2 separate regions of the Pan troglodytes genome follow, and region 2 is linked to region 1. A link is a contact called in public HiChIP or PLAC-seq data. All regions are on one chromosome and are shown on one strand. The core of a region is the stretch at or near the end of the contact, and the rest is flanking DNA. Distances in the headings are between cores, read along the strand shown. Region 1 holds the start of SFPQ (splicing factor proline and glutamine rich). Region 2 holds the start of ZMYM6 (zinc finger MYM-type containing 6).

Evidence for each region. HiChIP or PLAC-seq counts read pairs in DNA pulled down with a chosen protein or histone mark.
Region 2: an H3K4me3 HiChIP or PLAC-seq map of stem cell-derived excitatory neurons shows a contact between it and region 1, with 2.1 times the contacts expected there. The contact joins the promoter of ZMYM6 here to the promoter of SFPQ in region 1. A contact is called at or near these places in 1 of 7 Hi-C or Micro-C datasets (stem cell-derived neural progenitor cells) and 1 of 1 datasets of contacts at active chromatin or transcription factors (stem cell-derived excitatory neurons).

The regions. Positions count from the first base shown.
Region 1 is chr1:195,793,404-195,797,944 of NHGRI_mPanTro3-v2.0_pri, forward strand. It overlaps SFPQ (splicing factor proline and glutamine rich), which reads left to right and starts at 2,222. Exons shown (of 10, transcript NM_001251847.1): 1 at 2,222-3,142; 2 at 3,835-4,023; 3 at 4,368-4,541. The coding sequence starts at 2,315.
Region 2 is chr1:195,957,463-195,962,003 of NHGRI_mPanTro3-v2.0_pri, forward strand. ZMYM6 (zinc finger MYM-type containing 6) reads left to right here and starts at 2,303. Exons shown (of 16, transcript NM_001427913.1): 1 at 2,303-2,512; 2 at 3,618-3,784. The coding sequence starts at 3,692.

The DNA.
Region 1 (4,541 bases), core at 972-3,471:
GATGGTGATACAGGGTAGAAGAAAATACTAATGGAGGAGGTAAGGAACTGAGCATTAGGGTGTTGGGTGGGTCATCTGCCTGGATCTTTTTTTGGTTTTTATGAGACGGAGTCTCACTCTGTGCCCAGGCTGGAGTGCAATGGTGTGATCTCGGCTCACTGCAATCTCTGCCTCCTGGGTTCAAGCGATTCTCCTGCCTCGGCCTCCCGAGTAGCTGGGATTACAGGTGCATGCCACCACGCCCTGCTAATTTTTGTATCTTTACTAGAGAGGGGTGTTTGTCCTGTTGGACAGGCTGGTCTCGAACTCCTGACCTCAAGTGACCCTCCCGCCTCAGCCTTGGGTCCCAAAGTGTTGGGATTACAGCCGTGAGCCACCGCACCCGGTCCCGCCTGGATCTTGAATGAAGAGAGTTAGACGCAGAAAAGAAGATAATAAGCTATGAGCTAATGTTGAGGGAGGAATGATTCCGCAAAAGGTCTGTGGACCTCAAAGAAACTGGAGATTGTGAAATACAGGCTGGGCGTGGTTGCTCACTCCCATAATCCCAGCACTTTCGGAGGCCTAGGTGGGTGGATCACTTGAGGTCAGGAGTTTGAAACCAGCCTGGCCAACATGGCAAAACCCTGTCTCTACTAAAAATACAAAAATTGGCTGGGTGTGGTGGCTCGCGCCTGTGGTCCCAGCTACTTGTAAGGCTGAGGCAGGAGAATCACTTGAACCTGGGAGGCAGAGGTTGCAGTGAGCTGAGATAGTGCCACTGCTCTCCAGCCTGGGCAACAGAGCGAGACTCTGTGTCAAAAAAAATAAGACTCTGTGTCAAAGAAAATAAGAGAAAAATAATTGATGCATCTGACTGGTTAATACCCTATAGACATTGTAACATTGTAATTTTTTTTTTTTTTTTTTTTTTTTTTGAGACAGTCTGGCACTTGTCGCCCAGGCTGGAGTGCAATAGCGCGATCTCGGCTCACTGCAACCTCCGCCTCCTGGGCTCAAGCAATTCTCCTGCCTCAGCCTCCCAGGTGGCTGGGATTATAGGTGTGCACTATTAAGCTCAGCAAATTTTTTTTTTTTTTTTTTTGAGACTGAGTCTTGCTCTGTCGCCCAGGCTGCAGTGCAGTGGCGCAATCTCGGCTCACTGCAACCTCTGCCTCCCGGGTTCAAGCAATTCTCCTGCCTCAGCCTCCCAAGTAGCTGGGACTACAGGCGTGCACCACCACGCCCAGTTAATTTTTGTATTTTTAGTAGAGACGGGGTTTCACCATATTGGCCAGGCTGGTATCGGATTCCTGACCTCGTGATCCACCCACCTCGGCTCCCAAAGTAAGTGCTGGGATTACAGGCGTCAGCCACCGCACCCAGCCAAATTTTTGTATTTTTTAGTAAAGACGGGGTTTCGCCATGTTGGCCAGGCTGGTCTAGAACTCCTGACCTCAGGTGATCTGCCCGACTCGGTGTCCCAAAGTGCTAGGATTACAGGCGTGAGCCACAGTGCCCAGCCTAACATTGTAATTTTTAAAAAGTACCTTAGTCTGTTCGTAAAGTGTTGAGTGGAATATTTACATTCCTCCTGTGATTGGTGTTTGTAAACGTGTATATATATACACATACACACAAGGGCTCTTTTTGAACAAAGCGCGCACCCACAGAAGCCTATTGAAAAGTTTATGCTGCTACAATAAATCTGTATTCCTATGAGGTTCCATAATGAAATCAGTTAAGACTGCGTGTGTTTGAAATCGGTAAGATTTTACTTCTCTACTTTCATTGAGTTGGCACGAGGTAGGGTAGACAGCAGGCACTCAATTTCTGATTTTGAATCGGAAAACATCTGTTTTTCTGGGCAAGGATATCAATAGATTGCTCCTAGGGACAATCAAGAAAGAAAAGAGACCTCCAACGCTTCTCTGCAGGAGCGGATAGAGCCCTGGTTATTTGCTCGCAAGTGAAAATTGCCCTGGCATACCCATTCAAATTTCTCCTAGCAAATCATAGTGGCCTACAGCCAACGCCTTCTTCGCTCACTGGCCAACTGGAAACTTCAGTCCCTCCATGCCTCCCGCCTCTCACCCAGGGGCCAATAGGAAAGATCAGAGGTTCGCAACTTAGTGTCATCAGGCATAGTAATTGCAATTGGCTATTGGAGCTGTCGATCGTGGAGTAGGCGGGGCCGTGCCAGCTGGCCTATATAAGACGAGGACAAAGGCGGCGCGCCGCCTGTGTCATCCGCCATTTTGTGAGAAGCAAGGTGGCCTCCACGTTTCCTGAGCGTCTTCTTCGCTTTTGCCTCGACCGCCCCTTGACCACAGACATGTCTCGGGATCGGTTCCGGAGTCGTGGCGGTGGCGGTGGCGGCTTCCACAGGCGTGGAGGAGGCGGCGGCCGCGGCGGCCTCCACGACTTCCGTTCTCCGCCGCCCGGCATGGGCCTCAATCAGAATCGCGGCCCCATGGGTCCTGGCCCGGGCCAGAGCGGCCCTAAGCCTCCGATCCCGCCACCGCCTCCACACCAACAGCAGCAACAGCCACCACCGCAGCAGCCACCGCCGCAGCAGCCGCCACCGCATCAGCCGCCGCCGCATCCACAGCCGCATCAGCAGCAGCAGCCGCCGCCACCGCCGCAGGACTCTTCCAAGCCCGTCGTTGCTCAGGGACCCGGCCCCGCTCCCGGAGTAGGCAGCGCACCGCCAGCCTCCAGCTCGGCCCCGCCCGCCACTCCACCAACCTCGGGGGCCCCGCCAGGGTCTGGGCCAGGCCCGACGCCGACCCCGCCGCCTGCAGTCACCTCGGCCCCTCCCGGGGCGCCGCCACCCACCCCGCCAAGCAGCGGGGTCCCTACCACACCTCCTCAGGCCGGAGGCCCGCCGCCTCCGCCCGCGGCAGTCCCGGGCCCGGGTCCAGGGCCTAAGCAGGGCCCAGGTCCGGGTGGTCCCAAAGGCGGCAAAATGCCTGGCGGGCCGAAGCCAGGTGGCGGCCCGGGCCTAAGCACTCCTGGCGGCCACCCCAAGCCGCCTCATCGAGGCGGCGGGGAGCCCCGCGGGGGCCGCCAGCACCACCCGCCCTACCACCAGCAGCATCACCAGGGGCCTCCGCCCGGCGGGCCCGGCGGCCGCAGCGAGGAGAAGATCTCGGACTCGGAGGTGAGTGTTTATGGGAGCGACGCGTCGGCTCCCCTAAGATGGCGGCGGCCCCCTCCTCGCCCCCGCCCCCGCGCTGGGCTTCCATTTTGTCGGCTGCCGGAAGGGGCGCTTGCGCGCGCCGCCGCGGGGGCGGGGCGGCCTGCGGGGCCGTCGGTCGGCGTGGGATTGGCCGCTGCCGCGCCTTGCTCTCCCGGCGGGCGGAAGGCTAGGGGAGGTTTCCTTTCGGAAGGAAGCGCGGGGTCGCGGTGGTCGGCCCTGCAGAAGGTAGCCTGTCCCTGGGACTGGCGTAATGCAGAGCATGCGGCGTAGGTTTGGAGAGAACCGGGAAGTTCCATAAAAGCGCAGGCGCAGATCGTGTAGGTTACAGTGGCATTTGGACTTGAGTTATTTTCGTATTTTAATTTTCATACTATTGAGATTTTTTTAGGGACACTCAACATATGTGGCTGACAGTTGCTGATGGACGTCTACTCTTCGGGGAAGTGTGTCTATTCTCGAACATTCTGGATGATGGGGCTCCTTTTTCAATGTTAAGATAGTGCTCATGTTAGAAATCTCACATAGTAAAACCTTGATTGTGACCAAACGGAACAGAAAGGCAACTGATAGGTTTCAGATAAGCAAATACTGTCTTGGGGATTTTCACTTGCAGAGGTCTCCGGTGTTTGAAAACTTCTTTCCTTTTTCATTAGGGGTTTAAAGCCAATTTGTCTCTCTTGAGGAGGCCTGGAGAGAAAACTTACACACAGCGATGTCGGTTGTTTGTTGGGAATCTACCTGCTGATATCACGGAGGATGAATTCAAAAGACTATTTGCTAAATATGGAGAACCAGGAGAAGTTTTTATCAACAAAGGCAAAGGATTCGGATTTATTAAGCTTGTGAGTGTAATTGTTTGATTTTACGTAGAATTAAAAAGGGTGGGAGATTTTTTTTGTCACTACAAACGCTGAAGGCTTGGTTTTTAAACTGGGGAGGATAAATTGATCTTTTAGATTTTTCACCATTCTTACAGGAAAAATGTTTGCGGTATAATGCATAATTGTTGCTACCTAAGAGAAAAGAGGGGTGGGGTGGGTAAACTAAGTGGTGTTAGTGGGTGCTGCCTAAAGGTAATGCTCGAACTGAGCTGAAGGAAGAAAGGGAGTAGGAAGTAGGCTTATGACAATTTTAAGAGTAGACAACCAATTTTGAGGTCATTAACATGAGTGTCTCTGATACACAGGAATCTAGAGCTTTGGCTGAAATTGCCAAAGCCGAACTCGATGATACACCCATGAGAGGTAGACAGCTTCGAGTTCGCTTTGCTACACATGCTGCTGCCCTTTCTGTTCGTAATCTTTCACCTTATGTTTCCAATGAACTGTTGGAAGAAGCCTTTAGCCAATTTGGTCCTATT
Region 2 (4,541 bases), core at 1,053-3,552, 160 kb after region 1:
GAAACCTCCAGTAGTATCAAACCCTATATATGCTATGTTTTTTCCTATACATACATACCTATGATAAAGTTTAATTTATAAATCAGGCACAGAAAGAGACTAACAACTAACAATAGAACAATTATAACAATAGACTTTAATGAAAGTTGTTTAAAACTTATGAATTATTTGTTACTGGAATTTTCCATTTAAGATTTTCAGACCGTGGTTGAGTGTGGGTAACTATGACTTCAGAAAGCAAAACCGTGGATGAGGGGGGCTAGTGTATATTCAAAAAAGACTTATCTTAGTGTATTCCTGATTGCCAAAAGAAAATGCCACAGACTGTGTAATTTATAAATAGTAGAAATTTATTTCTCACAGTTCTGGAGGTTGGCAAGTCCAAGATCAAGGCACTGGCAGATTTGTTGTCTTGGAATTACTCTCTAATTCCAAGATGAAACTTTGTTGTTGTCCTCTTGCTGGGAGGAACATTGTTATCATACAGTGAGGGGTTAAAAGGGCAAAAGGAATGAATCTTTGTGAAGGGCATGAATGCTCTCTTTTGTAAGGTTATGAATCCCATTCAAGAGGATGGAGTCCTCATAGCCTAACCCCTCCCAAAGGCTCCACTTCTTATACCATCGCCTTAATGTTTAAGTTCCAATATATGAATTTTGAAGGGACACATACATTCAAACCATAGCAGGATTCATATCTAAAATATATGCCCATAAGAAAATGTCAATCCAATACAAAAATGAGCAAGAGACTTGAACAGGCACTTATGGGGGATATCCAGATACCCAAGGAACAAGAAAATGGGCTCATCCTCATTAATAATCTGGGAAATGCAAATTAAAACCACAGTGAGATACCACTATGCCCCCATCAGAATGGTTATAATTAAAAAGATATGCAGTAGTAATTATTGGCAAGGATGTTGGGAAACTGAAACTCTCATACATGGCTGAAGGGAGTATAAACTGAAACCACCATTTTCTAAAATTGCCTGAGATTATCTACCTAAATTTTACATATACATAACAAGCAATTTCACTTTTAGGTATGAACCCAACAGAAATGTGTGCATATGTATCACTGTTAAATAAAACTTGTAGGCCATTGTTTCGGGCTAAGCTCCTGCAGTAGGTCTCAATGAACCAGACTAAAAATCAAAATGGAGTCACTCACACTGAGGTTCCATGTCATCAAATGGAAACTACGTTGTTATTTGAAGTTCTGAAAAGTCAGGAAAAAGAGATAATAAGAGTCTAATTTCCCCTGAGTGCCAGTTTCAATTAGCATAATCATGAAATTTCTTCTGCTTTAATCGTTACCAAAAAAAGATAAACTGAAGTTACCTGATGTTAACCAATCAGTTATTTCTCTATTGTTTTGTTTCTTGGTTCTGCTTTACAAGGAAATTAACTTATTTATTTATTTTTTGGAAAGTTACTTTGAAATGAACCAATCTGTTTTTTGTTCTTTATTTCTGCTTTCTCCAGCCCTTCTCTGTCTATAAAACCTACCTCTTCTGCTCAGCTCATTGGAACACTTGTTCTATTTTATGGAATGAAGTGTTGCCAGATTCTAGAATCACAAATAAAGCTAATTGAGATATTTAAATTTGTTGTAATTTTGTCTTTTAACATCACCAATGACAAGAATGTTCACAGAAGCATTATTCCTAATAGCCACAAATTGGAAACAACTCAAATGTCCATCAATAGTAGATGATTAAAATTGTATCATATTCATAAAATAGAATACTATACAGCAGTCAAAATGAATGAACAGTCACAAATCATACATGTATCTGTGAAACAATGTTGAATTAAAAAAACCAAATCTCAATTTTGAGCAAGTTTTTTCATTTATATCTCAAGAGATTAAAAAATTATACCTCTTAGGGTTAAATGGTGAGGATTAAGTGGGATGGTGCATGTGAAGTGCTCAGCAAGCCAAGTATTATTTAATATCATGCTCTCTCAGTAGGCCACCTTTCAGGAAATGGGCACTAAAGGATGCTACAGATTAGCTAGGTGTGGTGGCACGTGCCCGTAAGCCCAGCTACTCGGGAGGCTGAGGCAGGAGAATCGCTTCAACCCAGGAGGCGGAGGTTGCAGTTAGCCGAGATTGTGCCACTGCACCCCAGCCTGGGCAACACCGTGATACTCTTGTCTCCAAAAAAAAAAAAAAAAAAAAAAAAAAAAGAATGCTATAGAGCACTTACAGCGCCTTCTAACGCCATCTCCACCTTTTCACTATTGAGCCTCGGTCTCTTTAAGAAGTGAACCATAATTGAGGAAAGAGGAATGCTGGGAAGTTCTACTCAGATCAGGTCCGGAGCCTGACGGGAAAAGAGGGCGGAGACCAAGGCTGCGCAGGCGTGGTTGGCCGGCTGTTGCGTTGGGATGGATCAGGCGGAATTCCAGAAGAGAAAATAATCCCTGTCTAGACGCGGAGGACTTGGTTCCTATTCGCAAATTTCCCGTCCAGTGCTCCTCCGGTAGCAGGGAGGCGACAGAAGGTGGGTGCGACCGCAGTGGTAGTGGGCGGGACGGCGGGGCGGAGGCCACGCCACGTGACGAGGCGTTGCGGCGGGGGCGGTGCCAGGTGGGCTACGCGGCTGGGGCGGCTGCGGATGTCGCCTTAGGGACGCGTTGACACTCACTGGCTAGTCCACCGCTCTCAGTCGGAGACCACATTGCCTCGTTAGTCCTCAATGATGGGAGTGGGAATTCTTGGTGGGAAGGAGAATTTCGGAAAGCGTGCGGTTCTCAGAGGAGGAATGAGCGCCCGTAGATATTTTGTGGCGAGTGCGCAAAAGTTCTCATTTCTTCTTTGGAACAGGCTTTTCAACCAGTTGTCCGTTTCCATCCCTGACTATTCGGATAAAGACAACTTTGAAGAGCTTTTTGTTTTAGGTTTAATTCGTCCCGTTTAGTTCTTTGACTTTTAGGGGAAGGGAATTTACTGAATGGCCAATTGAGTTTCTTTTCTACAGGAAGGCGATTGTGAAGCGGGGCTCTGAGGGGCTTGATGCCCCCCACCCCTCACACGGAGACCTTGAAAGAGGCAGGTGACTCACTTTCAGTAGGGGCGTTCCTGTTGTTGGCCTGCGATGGATGGCATCTTGAGCTCACATCTAGCGTTAGGCCGAGAAATGGGGCCCTTAGGGAGGCTTCCAGTGAAGGTTGAGTTATTAGGTCAGGGCCGGGAGGTTGTTGTGCCCCTCTTTGAGAAATAAAAGCCGACATGGGCCTCTAAGTACTGATTCTTATGGGGTCAGAAACTATTTCTTGAGTCCGTTCTTCTCAGAGTTTATTACTTCCTCCCACGTCTTGGTCTGCTGGTCTAATTTCCTTCAATAACCTTCAACATAGGAAAAAACCAGAGTGTGTTGTGTGTCTTTAAAGATATTAGAGAAGTGGGAGCTGTTGCCCCAAAACTGTTTTCTTATGTAGCTACTGAAGGAACAGAAAGCAGGAAGAAAGAAAAAAGTTAGTTGTGGCCCCAGAAGAGTTGTTTTTCAAATGCCAAGCCGTGAAGCCTCATGCACTCAACACAAAGTTTTTCTTTCATATAGATAAGCCTGAAAAAAAAAAAAGAGTAAGCCTGAGTATGTATTTTAGGTGTCCAGCTATCCATTACCAAGAAGAAATCTATTCGTTTGAGCCTGAGACACTCTTTGAGGTAAAAAATTAGAATGAAAGAACCTTTGGATGGTGAATGTGGCAAAGCAGTGGTACCACAGCAGAAGCTTCTGGACAAAATTAAAGAAGAACCAGACAATGCTCAAGTAAGCATTTCATCTTGATTTAAAAATTTAAAAAAATTCCTTCTTTTCCATCTGGTCAACTGAAAAATTTTAGTTAAACGGTTTCTGGTTTGTAAGTTTAAAATAACCCACACTGAGACAGGCTCTCGCTGTCGCTGAGGGTGTAGTGCAGTGGTGCGATCTCCTTAGCTCACTGCAGCCTGCACCTCCCAGGCTCGAGTGATCTTCCCACCTCAGCCTCCTGTGTAGCTGGGACCACAGGGCACACACCAACATGCTCAACTATTTTTTTGTATTTTTGGTAGAGACGGGGTTTGGCCACGTTTCCCAGGCTGGTCTCAAACTCCTGAGCTCAAGCAATCCACCCACCTTGGCCTCCCAAAGTTCTGGGATGACAGGCATGAGCCACCATTCCTGGCTGGTTTTTTGCTCTTTGAATGAAAGCTATAACTACATGATTTTTTTGTGTGTGGAAGGAAAGTAATATATTTACCATTTTTCCATACTTGTCACTTAAAAAAAATTCTCTTGTATCTGGTAGTACTTTCCTTTATTCTGTTAAGAATTTGTGGTCTGTGCTAGTCTCTGGGGATCCAGGATTGAGCAAAGTCAGCTTAGTCCCTTCCCTTGTAGAGCTTATATGTTAGTAGAGGAGGCAGAGATTACAAAAGTATTGGTCAAGTAATATATATAATTACAAACTATGACAAGTACTCTGGAAGAAAAGCCTAAAATGGGGAATCTGACCTAGTTTTGGTTGTGGTCTGCCTGGGGATGG